Regions from separate parts of the Mus musculus genome. Here region 2 is linked to region 1. A link is a contact called in public Hi-C data. All regions are on one chromosome and are shown on one strand. Each heading gives the region's core, a stretch centred on a gene start, on an enhancer-like site or on the middle of the called end of the contact. The rest is flanking DNA. Distances are from core to core; before and after follow the strand shown.

Region 1 (6,520 bases), core at 2,068-4,567:
GTTCCCTCTGTGTATAGAATACACTGAGCTGAATCTCAGGTGAAGGAGCTCTCTGGGAAAGTTACCTTCCTTCCGTGTACATTATCCTACATTTCCTACTTAGGCAAGAAATAAAAGGGAGGCCCCACTGTTCCCTTTCTAATTGAGTTTAGGAAGGTATGGCTAGATAGTAGGATATAGTAGGAAGATGTGGTAGGGTCTCAGGAAATAGTTTCTGTGGATGAAAAAGGAGGTTCCTTCCTCTTTTTGCCTTCTAACAATCACAAATCAACCTCTAGTGTCTCACTGCTGCTCTCTTCCTTTGTGGCTGGACGTGCTTCACCTCGGTCTCCACTTGGCACTTGGTAAAACTAGATTCATCTGGTACCTGGCTTCTTACTGGTATAAGCTCTGTTATCCATGGGAAATGCTTAGAAAAATATAAGGCAGAGGAAGGGCTAGCCAGCCAAATTCATAGGCAGCAAACAGGTTCACTCCGAAACCAACAAGGTGGTATGGAAGACAGCAAAAACTAGCCGAACCTCTGTTATCCTTTTCTTGAAGTAGGCTGGACCAGGTTTTCAGTCTTCTGGTGATGACAATTTGATGCTGGGAGGTTACTTACCTTCCCCTCTGTAGCTTTCGAATATGTATAGTTGGGGGTGGGAATGTACTATTAATTTTTAGGGTGGTTTGGCAGTTAGAAATTATTTTACATATGCCCAGTCTCTACCTGATGTAGAGTGTATGTTAGTTATCATTTTATCATTGCTGCAGTGATACTGTCATAGGGTACAGCAGCTTTTAGGCAACCACTGAAGGTCAGGGGCTTCTCTGGTTCGATTTAGACTCCTCCATACGTCTTCAAAGGAAAATTTCTCTTTCCCCTTGGGGAGAAATTAACCTACGGTACAAAGGGAGTTGAGAGTCTGCGCTCTGCTTTCTGAGTGTTTCAGAGATGGCCAGAAGTTGATACCAGTCACTGGAAAGCCACTAGGCAACATGAACGCCATGGTCAGGGTGATAGAACATGGGGCCTTGGCCTGCTCCCAGGGCTCAGCCTCTGCTCCCTGAGCCTCTCATTTCCTAAGTCCCTTTCTGTCCTGAGTTCTGCCCCTGTTCCCTCGGGCCCAGCACAGCAGACCAAAGGGCTTTCTTGGCCATCCAGCTGCTTTAGGTTCAGTGGAATCCTTCCTGATCAGTGGGGGGTTAGTACAGTGGCCCTGCTTGGGTTCAGTTAGTGCAATGGCCTTGTACTAACTGGTCTTGTTGCTCCAAGAAATGTTAGCAAAGCAGTGCCTGGACCTTGGACTATGCTTCATGTTTGACCTTTGGTGGCATCTTTTTGTGAGCCAGCACACCTGGCTAAATGTCTTTCAACTCCGAAATTATGCCGAGTGGAAGTATTTTGAATAAATGTAAACAGAGAAGGAATTTTGCCTGCAAACTTTAGAATTCTCATCTCACTTGGCTGTAGTAACTGCTTATTACAGTAGGCTTCTTTGTGGTTGATGATAATAAACAAGGAATGGATTTCCAACAGAAATTTCCCCCAGTCTTCCCTAGGGCATCTGAAGTGCCTTTTTTCTCCTGTGGGCTCCAGAGTCATGGGCAGTGTTGAACAATTAGCCCAGAGGGAAGCCCTGGAAACAGTTGGTCCCTCAAGGCTTGGGAAGTCACAAAGGCTGTGCTGGCAAGGGGGAGGAGGGAGGGATGATGTGGGGGCTGGGGGGGGGTACTCAGAGGTAGTGAGAGGGGTGGGGGTGGGTTGTTTCCCAGATAGTTTTCAAAGAACAGAGGTTGGTGTGCTTTGCTGTGGGCCCCGAGAACAGTGCAAGTCTGCTTCAAATTCTTCTTTGTCTTTATCTGGTACTTTCTCTAGCACATTCCTTTTGGCTTAACAAAGTGTCTTCCTTTCCTGTTTCATGGTCATTGATAACAAGAGCTTGAAGGCTTTTTGCTTCCAGGCTCTGCATGGAGTGGAAAGAGGAACACATAGGAGGGGGACTTGCCATCTTAGAGATGTTTCCCCATTTTTATCACACAAGGGGAAAGCTGTCCAGTGTGCAGAGAGGACCCAGGTTTTCATTTTAGTCTAGGGGGTGATTGATTGCCTTTCTTTCAAGGGCCTGATGGAGGAGGTCAGAGTCTTAGAAAGGGAAGAAGCCAGGGAAAGGGAAAGAAGAAAGAGTGAGATTTATGGCCTCCTGCATCACGGCTTTTATGTCGCATAACTATTCCCAACACTGGAAGTTCATGACACGCTCGCTGAGAAACAGCTCTGGAGTACAGAGCAGTGATCTGCATGCAAAGAGGAAATTACACAGTCCAGCCTCTGCTCTGCCTGCTGCAGAGAGCACACTCAGCCCGTGATGGACACAGGTTCCAGTGGCTGCTGGGCATGAGCTGGACCACCCAGCACCACTTACACTGTGCACAGGGTGGCTGGCGATGCTGTTTATAAAGCATTGTTTCAGCAAACAGACTTTGCTGTTGCTCCTTCTGCATCTGCCCTCTTCACTCCCAATGTGGAAGCCTTGGGCATCTCATGCCAAAGAACACTGCACTAATAGAGCCTCTGCCTCCACCCCTACCTTTGATAATTGAAGATCTTTTAAAATGTTTTTGTCTTCCATTTTTTATTCCATATGGGCCCTTAGGTAACATGACCCAGTGTGGCCATTAAATGGCCCTGCTTACAGTTGGATTGCTGGGTACAAAGCAAATTTATGGTTGTTTATTCTCTCCTCCTATCAGCTATTAGTGCCTAATCATATGGTCTATCGATCATGAGATTAATCGCCTGCCCATAGAGGCAGCGGGTCTTGTGGAATGCTTCCCTGCGCCAGAATGAACTTCAACCTTTTATACAAACTGGAAGAGTCAGAACCATCATTCACTGCCTGGAGCCCCAGGAGGTAAATCCCTGCTTCTCCAAGCAGTGTTCTCTTCACTTCCTTCCCTTGTGTAAAACTTCAACTCATTGATTCAGACACACACAGAGCCTTTCTGAGGCACCCTATACACAATGACATAAGCTGCAAATACGTGGGCTTTATTACACGAGGCCCACAGTCTGCATAATTAAAGATCTCTCTGCACTCCTATTATAAATTCTCATTTTGCAAGATTTATAGCTGGGCTTTTAAATTTTTCTCAAGCTAAGACTTTCTAAGAGTGTTATGATCAGAGGTCTATTTTCTTTTTTTTTTTTTATGAAATGTGTTTCTTTGAAGATATAAAAAGCAAACTCTAGAAACCCCGTCATAGAGGTGTCAGCACACAGAGGTTAGCCATGTAAAGAGTAGGTACTCTGTACCCTAGAGTGGCTTTGCTGACCTTTGTCCCTCTGCAGTTATGAGGGCCAGAAGCCCTGTGGTGTCCTGCCGTGTCTGGATGTCCTGCTCTGTCTCTATAACTCCAAGGAGGAGGAGGCTGGGATCATACGCCATTGATCTTTTCCCAGCCTTGCTTTTACTTAGCCTAGCTTTCTCAGTGTGAGTCCTGAGTTTGTTCAGTGAATGACCCTCAGCAGGGACTAGGAGACTTGCTTCTTTGTGTTGACACTGCCCTTGAAGGCAAGGGTGTACACGTTTAGGTGACACTCTGCAGTCTCTGAAGACAAGTTCCCTGCTAACAAAATGACTATACATTCTGGGCTGGTCACTGGTGTTCTGTGGGTTAAATGCTACTAGAATAGTGCCTTCAAATGTTTGATTGGAACATGTCAATGGAGTTTGCCATGACCTCACTGCTCCCTATTAGTCACAGTGTCATCACAGAGTATCAGCAGCCTGCTTTATCTCACCTACGCCATCCTCAAGCACTTATGATTTCTTCCGGTATTTTCCTATAACATGATCCTTGGTTACTAGGGTTTGAAGTCTGATATTTGGGCTACTAAGTGATGCCTCTGGCTGTTACTTTAACCCTCTGTTCCAGTCCTGTTATTCTCAAGAATCTCAGCTATTATTATTTTTTGTTTCATTTTGTGTTTTGTGGCCCAGATAAACAGCAATGGATGATTAATTTGTTTTCTCCCTTTGAAGTAAATAAGTATGTATAGTTGAATACACTGAGCCATTGTACAGAAGGTGAAATGGTTTTGTGTGACTAGTTGGTTGATAGTTTAGCTTGTGTGATTGCTTGGTGGGTCAGTGTGGAGGTCCTGTTTGAGGTTTTGATATGCTAAAAATAGCTCCCAGATCTTTCTGACTTTTCCCACTTGTGGTGTTTGTAGGCTTAGCGTAAAGTTTACTCTTTCACACGCTGTTGGAGTCCTTGTCTGTCTACACTTGCTCCTTCTTATTTCGCAACTTCCTTTCACTGGTGCTGTGCTGCAGCCTCCCGTACAACCTGTCTCTTGCTGTGGTAAGATGAAGGGAACTCTCTCATGTGAGTTTACTCAGAAGCCTGATAGCTGTAGTTTCCTTCTATAGTCAAGAGCATTTTGAAGGATTTGCTCTAAAACAGTGGTTCTAAACCTGCAGGTCGTGGCCACTTTGAAGGGTTGAATGACCCTTTCACCGGGGTCACCTAAGACCATCAGAGAACACAGACATTTACATTAAAATTCAAAATAGTACCAAATTACAGTTATGAAGTAGCAACAAGAATAATTTTATGGCTGGGGTCACCATAACACGAGGAACTGTTTTATTTTAAAGGGCCACAGCATTAGGAAGGCAGAGAAGCTCTGCTCTAAAGGACGGGAAGTCAGTATGATACACGATCCTCTCTTTTGGCTCAACTCAAATCTATTGAACTCAGGTTACTTGTGAATATTTTAACTTGCACATTTAAATGCATACATTTAAACAAAGCCCATTAAAGATCTGTACTGTAGAAGTAGTCTGTGTATAAACTACCTTTTAATTGAAGCTTGTCCTATCATGCTTAAATAATACAAAAGTAAAAGCTTTTGAAGATGGCAGGCCAGTTGGTCCCCATGGTTGCATGAATAGTTTGGGCTCTGGGGTTGGACTGGCTTACCCAGTCTGTCAGTTATGAATATGTTGAGAATACCTGGCAGAACCCTTGATGTCCTTGCCTATAAAATGGGATAATACTTTGTTCCGAGGAATAAATGAAAATGACTTAAACAGAGGACATACAGGCCATGGAATAAATAATGAATATTCATCATCATTTAGCTAGAATTTAATGAAGCTCTATTTCTGAGCTTGGAGGCTTTTCTTTCCTGACCATAGCCAGTTCACCATACCTTGGGAAAACTGGTGGTGCACTGATGTTAGCATACTGATACCAAACTAAGTCTGGATCAACATGGCACACTATAGCCCAGAATCCCTGGACTCAAGCAATCCTCCTGCCTCAGTTTATCAATTAGCTGTGATTATGAGTGTGTCCCACTATGCCCAGTGAGATTTTTCATTTAAAGAGCATGAATGTATATCTCATGAAGACTTCCCATATTTGCTGAGTTACCCATGTTTCCAGGAGGTTCTATTGTGGTACTTTCTTATTTGCCATCAAAGGTCCCAGATGTATTGCTTTCCATGTTTCTGAAAACATGCTAAGACCTAGATCTAATATAATGACATGACTGTTTCTCTAAAGTTTTCTTCCCTCAGACCAGTCTCAAAGTTTCATTGCAGAAATCTCATGGACCATGCTGCCATCCTCTGTTATTTCATGCTAGTAAAAGTATGAATGTGACTGTTGGACTGGCAAGATGGATCGGCAGAGATAGGCACTTGCTGCCAAGCCTAATGACCCTAGTTCAACCCTCTGGTCCTACATGGTGGAAGGAAAGAATAGATTCTTTAAAGTTCCTTAAAATAGATTTCCTTAAAATCCTCCAACTGCCACACATTTGCTATGGCCTGCCTGTCTGCACATGAAGACACATAAAACACATACACAATAAATAAATAATAAGTGAATAAATTGAATAATTATAACTAAAATTAAAGTAACTTCATTATGAATCATAACATTAGCAAAAACTTTAAGCCCCCGAGGAACCAGAGCTGGAAAGATTCTGAGATGTCACCTGGTCCAAGTCCCATTTTACAAATAAAAACCATGCCTTTGGCCAGAAAAAAAAAAGATCAGATTTGAATAGAGCTAACCTGTAGGCTTTTAAATTTCGTGCTCAATGGAATCTCTACTCAGCTGCTCTGTTATGATTTTGCTCCTTTTGCAGGACTTGTATGTATTTATTAGAGACCGTCGAGATGTAGCACTGGGCATTACTTTTGTGGCAAAAGCTCTGAAACTATAATCATTATTAATGGATTCCATTATTTGGGAGAGCGTTTTAGGGACTACAGAGGATTCATTGCATTGATCTATTGTGCCACGTTTGTATTATACCAGGTAGTTTAAAATGATATTCTCTTAACCGTTAGGCTAAAACATTGTCCACTGTTGGCAGTTATCCCATCATGAGACCGTCCTTTTTGCCACTGAAAATACATAGTTCTGCTGAAAGGAGCCTTTTGACCGGTCCCCAGTGCCTTGAATGTGTTTAAATCCCTCACTACTAAAATGGGGGGATTACGGCTGCTATCATTGT
Region 2 (6,520 bases), core at 2,268-4,767, 71 kb after region 1:
CACACTTTTGCCTTTTTTTATGCTCAATGGCAGAGAGGGAGGGAGGGAGGGAGGGAGGGAGGGAGGGAGGGGGGGAGGGAGAAGAGAAGGAAGAAGAAGAGGAGGAGGAGGAGAAAGAGAGAGGGGAAGGAGGGGTGTTCTGAAATAAATTTAAAAGACATGCTTATGGGTCTTAGACATTTCAATACACATTATGTGTCAAAGGATCTGAGACCCTGGTTTAACGTAGCAGTAGCTGCAGTTATTTGTGCACAGAGCCCTTTCTGGCTTGTAACCCTTATTACCCTCCCAAACCACACTTTAAGAAATTGTACCCTTTGGTCTTTTATCTGCATTTGGGTGACGAAACACTGTTTTGGCCTCTGTGGTGAAATCCTTTCCCTACTGATTGCTGCCCATCTCATTCTGACCCCTAGTCTGCTCAGTCTCCATTTGGGTACCAGGAGCACCCAGAGGGGACCTGACCTCACAGCCAGGGTCCTCACTGTGGCTTGGCCCACTGTGACTTACTCTCAGGACTTCACACTGTGTCCTTGGAGACAGCAGTGACTGGAACGATTCCAAGTTGGTGAAAGGGTGTTCTAATAATGCTCCAAGGTGGCACCACTTGCTGATCAAGAGGACAGGGTGAGGGTGTTGAAAATGTGCCCTGCATAGGTCATTTCACATTGCGCTGAAGCCCCTTCTTATAAGGTCTCCATTCCTGTCCCCTGCTGTTCTTAGCACCAGGGAAGTTTAGTGGCCCCCTACCCCTGCTCCTCTATTAAGTTGTTGTTACTACTTAGAAACAGACTATTATTGTTGAGATTCATGGCAAAAGACTTTACTGAACACCTCTGGTTTGAGTTTGCACTGTTTCTCAAAACTTCCCGACGTTGGGTATTCCATTATATCTGTCATGCCAGCACATGGGAGACTGAAAGCTGAAAGATGTTGAGTTTGAGGCAGACCTCAGCTGTGGAGAGTTAGAGTCCTTTCTGGGCTGTGGAGAGAACTGTTGTCTCTGAAATTTAAAAACAAAAAACAAAAATAAACAAACAAACAAAAACCCCAAACAACCCAAAGCAATTAAAGTCCATGAAGAGGAATTGATTGGAAGATTTTAACCTAAAATAAATATTTGCTATAATAGCATTTTATAATTTTTTATCTACATAGTATCTTTCGGGGAGATTTGTATGGGTGAAGCATGGGCAACTGTAGCAATGTTTTTTAAACATTTTTTCTTGTCTTCAAAAGAAGGTTTGCTTGTTCTCATTTGAGGCTGATGTCATTCTATCTGAGGAAACACAATGGTTCTTTTCTACCAAATATGTATGTTTGTATCTTTGTAAAAGTTTTAGATTTGTGGGTGTGTACAGTCCCCACTGGTATGAGAGATAAAAGTTATTTTAGTGCTTGAGCAATGCTGTGCTAAAAAAAAAATTCTAAAACACATACTCAATGCAACATCCATTTTAATCGTCTTAACAAGTAGACTATATAATTCCAGAAGATTCAGCACAATTCATTAGATAAATGGCTTGCAATTTTAACAGACCACAAACATATATTTACAAATTATTAAAAGTGAAACAAGGTCCTGGTGGTAATTCATGCAATCACATTAACTAATGCATTAATTGGTGATATGATTTGGAGGCGGGTGCTGTATATCAAATGTAGGCACGATCTCTACCACTGAGCCACTCAGCCCCAAACCTTAAGTAATATGTTTCCTGTACCCAGCAAAAGAAATGAAATGTTCCACATCCAAGAAATACGATTAGCAGAGAAAAATCCAACTCTGGCAGGAACTGCTATTTGTGGACTACTTAATGTGGTGTGTGGTATCCCTACAGGAGTATGTGGGGCCGGGCTTCCTAAGCCCAAATCCTGCCTTATGCTATGGGCCATTAGCACCACTTGGGAAGTAACATGTGCCTCAGTAGTTAGCACTTAGGCTGTGTTTTAACAAGTCTCCAGATATGTATTTACATGATAGACTATACTGACACCTTTCAGTGCTATCTGTCAATCATGGTTTAATAACGCTCCTCCATACAGGGTTCGTTTTTATTGTCTCTCTATTTATTTTATATTTTCAGGAATTCATGGTCACCTGACCCCTTGGCAGCCTTCTGAAAGCCCACACAAACCTTGCTTCCCAGGGCTGGAAAGGGTGTTCCAACCCTTGTGAAAGAGAAAAGCAGAAGTAAGGGCAAAGCCAGTTGGAAGGGATCGGCAGAGGCGCCTCCTCTCACGAGATGCTTTCATTACGTGCTTGGCAGCCACCTGCCTCCATCTTTTTATTTTCCTTTTTAGTGAAAGGATTTTACATCAGTAGATATTATTAAAAAGATCTTATTTAACATGCAGACGCATTTTGTGCGCAAGCGACTGACTGCTTGCTCAAGAGTCTAGGAAGGCTTCGTGGGAAGAGCGCAGCAATCTGAGCCATATGTATCGGGCAGGTTGCCAGTTGTTGCCAATATGCCCAAACCACCTGGCCGTGCACTCAGCCAAGTGTGCCACTGTGACCAGCCGGCTCGAACCTCGCCGCCTTTCAGGGCTTAGGAGCTCTGAAGGCCTGAGCTGTACTGTTTTGCCCCGCTGCCAGCGGTTCCCACTCCCACAAACTGTGCAGCTACACTGACCGGTGACTCACAAACGCCCATTTTCAAAGGAGCTCTCCCTTTGTTTAAGGCCCATTCACTGGTGTTGAACCCGTGCCATTAGATGAGCCTGGAGATACTGCCTGGAACCTTCCCCCATATGCGGTAGACAGACACAGCCTGGCTGGCTCTGCTGCTCCCCAGCCTGTAGCGACAGGGTTTGAGATTCGGCTTCGCCAAGATTTGGGTTGGTTTTATTTGCCGCTGGTTTCAATTTTTATTTTGAGTGGTTCTGACTTTTGAATGTTTGGAAACGTTTGTTCATTTGCTTTTCCTCTCTTTGTTTAGCATAGAAATCGGTCGAGTCGTTTCACAATTTATTTATCAAGCGTGGTTTCATAATCTTTGGCAATCTAGGTCAGGCAACAACCAGGGACAGGCAGGATCGGAGCATAGAAACTTGAAGACTGGTTAGTTCTTTTTGCAAGCCATAGTAGAAAAAAAGGTTTACATCAAAGGTCTGCCCTCTGTGAACAGACTGTGAGAATTGTGTACGCACCTGTTTCCCTTTTTACCTTGGCTCCCAAGAAGCTCAGAGATAAATTTAGTTTTTAACTTCAATAGAGGCTTCGGCACGTTTCATGTTCCCATTATGTGTTTTCTTCACATCTGCAGTTTTTGTTTATACGTGTATATGTTTTGTTTATATTTGTAGTTTTTGTAGCTATAACTTGGATAGGTGTATATTTAATGCGATTATGAACCATTTCTTACCTTTTTTTTTCAGAAGGTAGATTAATAAATAAAACTTTGGCCTGCCTAGCGGTGATTGTTATGTTTCAGTGAGCTGTTCTAGGATAAGCAGGTGACTGGAGAGATCTGTGGCAATGCTCCACAACGTGCACACTAGCCTTTGGCCTGGACATGTTATGATCTCCCATTCACTCTGTGGTGTGAAGGTTCACTCAGTCTCTCCGGCCTTCCTCTCTCCAGCTCAGGGGTCACCATAAGCTGGATCCTGAGGAACTGTTTTGGCTCCAGTTTAATCAGTCGGAATGGATATTACTAAGTAAGCTGCCTCGTTCACTCCTTCCTAGAGAGGCGTCAAATGTTCCTGAAGATTTAAAAAATATTATTATAATGCACCTTTTTAATTAAAATTATCAGACACTTCAAGAAATCCATGCTATCGTTGTTGAAGTGTGTTTTGGGAGCCCATTTTTCATTCTATTAATAAGGCCTGTTCAGATAGTAACATTTTGGCCAGTGTCCTGTGACACGCTCAACAAAGGCTGGAGCAAGGTGGAGTCGTACCAGCAAACAAGATGGATAGTTCGTGCTGGGGGGAGTGTCCCTGAGGGTTTTTGCAGCCTGTCAGAGAGGCTGCAGCTGTAACCACCCATCTGTGCAGGCTTGGCTTAGACCACACTACAGTATTGAGTGCTTACCCTGAGGAAGGTGTTCGAAAGAATTCATGGTATCAGTCAAATAATAATGCCCGAATGTGATAGGGCTAATGTGTGTAAAGAAAAGTTCCTGTAGTCCACAAACCCTTTACCTTTTGACAGATATAAAATTCTAAACTCTTTGCAGTATTCATCTTAGTGTTTGTTTTCCTTCATTATAGTGAAAAGGAGTAGCAAACACTCAGCATCTCCATCCATGGCTAGCTCCGAGCGTCTCTGTCCGTGGGTAGCCCCGAGCGTCTCTGTCCGTGGGTAGCCCCGAGCGTCTCTGTCCGTGGGTAGCTCCGAGCGTCTCTGTGCATGGGTAGCCCTGTGTGTCTCTGTGCATGGGTAGCCCTGAGCATCTCTGTCCATGGGTATCCCTGAGTGTCTCTGTCAGTGGATAGTCCTCAGCATCTCTGCCCATGGCTACTGTTCAGGATCTCTGTCCATGGGTAGCCCTCAGTGTCTCTGTCTATGGATGCCTAAAATCTGTCATACCCTAATCTCAGAGGCACATCTTAGAGGTTCTTCCCTGTCCACATGCTGACCCTGCAATTGAATCTTCCTGTCTATTTCTGATCCTAAGTAGTACTGCCTTGATCATTTGAGGATATATTTTTCTTTGAAAAATATTTGTGTGCAACAAGAAGCTCTGTAATGCTGGACAACGAAAGCCTGTTAAGCACTACTAATTTGACATTAATTATTTGAGATTTAAAAGGACATGATAAGAATCTCTTTATAACCAAGAATGCAGATCTCTTCCACAAGTGATGCAAAATCGTCTCTTGTTAAATATAGGGGAAGAAGTAAATATATTTCATCAGAATCGTCTAAAACAAATCAGTAATGGAGTAAAAGTTAGAAATTCTATTTTAAAAGGATTCGTGTTTTTTTTTAATTTCTTAATTTTGTAAGAAATTTTGTAGAAGTTTCTATAGACAGCTTTACTGATTTTACTGAGCTAAATATAGCAGAGATATTCTTGGGAAAATATTGTGCAGTTTCCTTCTATTTAGCCCCTCCCCACACTTACTTTACCATATATTATTAGAAGAAATGATTACTTTTGTGTTTATGTTCAAGGTTTTGTGAGAGATTTGCAGTAGAGGGAATTTTGTATTGGTGTCTTCAGTATTTGCCCAAACTCAGAGGACCTAATCCTTGCTGTCATGGGAAGATCCTTAGAAACTGTTATTTTATTTAAAAGAAAATGCCTTTACTCTTTTTAACTAGCATTAGCCTATTGAGCATAAATGGACTATTCAGCTACACACTGCCTCATTGATGAACCATCATTGATTCATTTACTGAGCACCTAAAACCCCCACCAAGACCCGTGGAGGATGGGAGTCAGCATCCTGTGTCTCCCCCTCCTCAGCAGCATGCACTTAGCAGCTTTGCAGTCTCATTTTCTGGAAGAAAACAACAAAAAAAAAGCTTTAAATGTTGAATTTTCTACCAAAACCAAGAATACTGGCACAAAAACCTTGTTAGAAATAATTTCAAGCAAAAGGCATTTGATAAAATCTGACATTGATTCCAGACTTTCAAAAATTCTTTGAAATCCAGCCACAAGGAAACAAGTATCCAGACGACAATGCTGCTACCATCTACATTCCATCAGTGAACCATGAGATGGTGCAGCCAATCCAGTAACAGCAAGAGTAAGACCGAGATGATAGCCAATGTGCAGTGTGCATCTGGAGCTTTTATGATGATAACTAGTGACTCAAAATGCTGGACCTTTTGGATTTTTATTAGAGAATATAGGGCAGAATATCTAGTTTAAAAAACATTGAATACCCACACAGTAGACTTTAATCAGCTAGCTATCGCCACTAAGAAGCTGTGGTAGAGAGATGAAAAGAACAAACCAGGAAAGCAATACAAAACTAAAGCTATTCAGGAAAACCTTCAACTAACCAAAGAGTAGTTTGAAAGTCCAGCTGTGAAGTGGGTGCATTGAGCTATGGAGGTTGCATGAATGGACACAGGTGACATCTAACAAGACCACCTGCAGCAGGGACCACAAGTTATCTCTTCCTCCTCCTTCAAGTTCCATAGCCAGTCATCATGGAGTTCTGCCAAGCTTCCCTCTGACTAGCATGTAAACCAACTCCCACAGTTGTAAGCCCTTTGCTTTATGTTCTTTACAGCCTAGACTGTTTCTAGAATCCTCTGTTTGCTCCCATTCTTTCCACGCCATTCATCTCTTCCTTACACTGTTGCCAAGGTGATATTTCCAAAAAGGAATTATCACTTCCGACTGGCACCCTCCATTGGCTTCTCATCATCTCCTGTAGACGATCCAACCTGGTGCTCCGATGCCACCATGGAGAATACCATGTTCCAGCTGTCTGATACAGTACTGTTGGAAGGCTTTCTTTTCCCCCAAGGGGCTGTGGGTGTTAGTGCCTTGGAACTACAGAATCAGTGTGGCACATGCGTGTGTGTCTCTTTTCTGCTTAGGAAGAT

What was found. Hi-C and Micro-C count contacts between places; a contact is called where the count stands out from the background.
Region 2: a Hi-C map of liver shows a contact between it and region 1, with 2.3 times the contacts expected there. The contact joins two enhancer-like sites. A contact is called at or near these places in 10 of 484 Hi-C or Micro-C datasets (the N1E-115 cell line, brown adipocytes, differentiating spermatogonia and 4 more), 5 of 115 datasets of contacts at active chromatin or transcription factors (CD8 T cells, double positive thymocytes, heart atrium and 1 more) and 3 of 9 other capture datasets (adipose tissue, liver and pancreatic islet).

The regions. Positions count from the first base shown.
Region 1 is chr4:97,837,659-97,844,178 of GRCm38.p6, forward strand. The region is part of intron 2 of Nfia (nuclear factor I/A); the gene reads left to right. Gm19417 (a long non-coding RNA gene) reads right to left here. Exons shown (of 2, transcript XR_376437.4): 2 at 3,182-6,520. Among named protein-coding and RNA genes, the nearest start is that of Gm19417, 28 kb to the right of the region's middle. Within about 2 kb of position 3,318, at least 58 of the 459 cell types and tissues checked have an H3K27ac peak or open chromatin away from gene starts, as enhancers often do. A contact at or near this core is called in adipose tissue, liver and muscle stem cells, where this site is marked.
Region 2 is chr4:97,908,409-97,914,928 of GRCm38.p6, forward strand. All of the region lies in intron 2 of Nfia (nuclear factor I/A), which reads left to right. Among named protein-coding and RNA genes, the nearest start is that of Gm40208, 26 kb to the right of the region's middle. Within about 2 kb of position 3,518, at least 109 of the 459 cell types and tissues checked have an H3K27ac peak or open chromatin away from gene starts, as enhancers often do. A contact at or near this core is called in adipose tissue, liver and muscle stem cells, where this site is marked.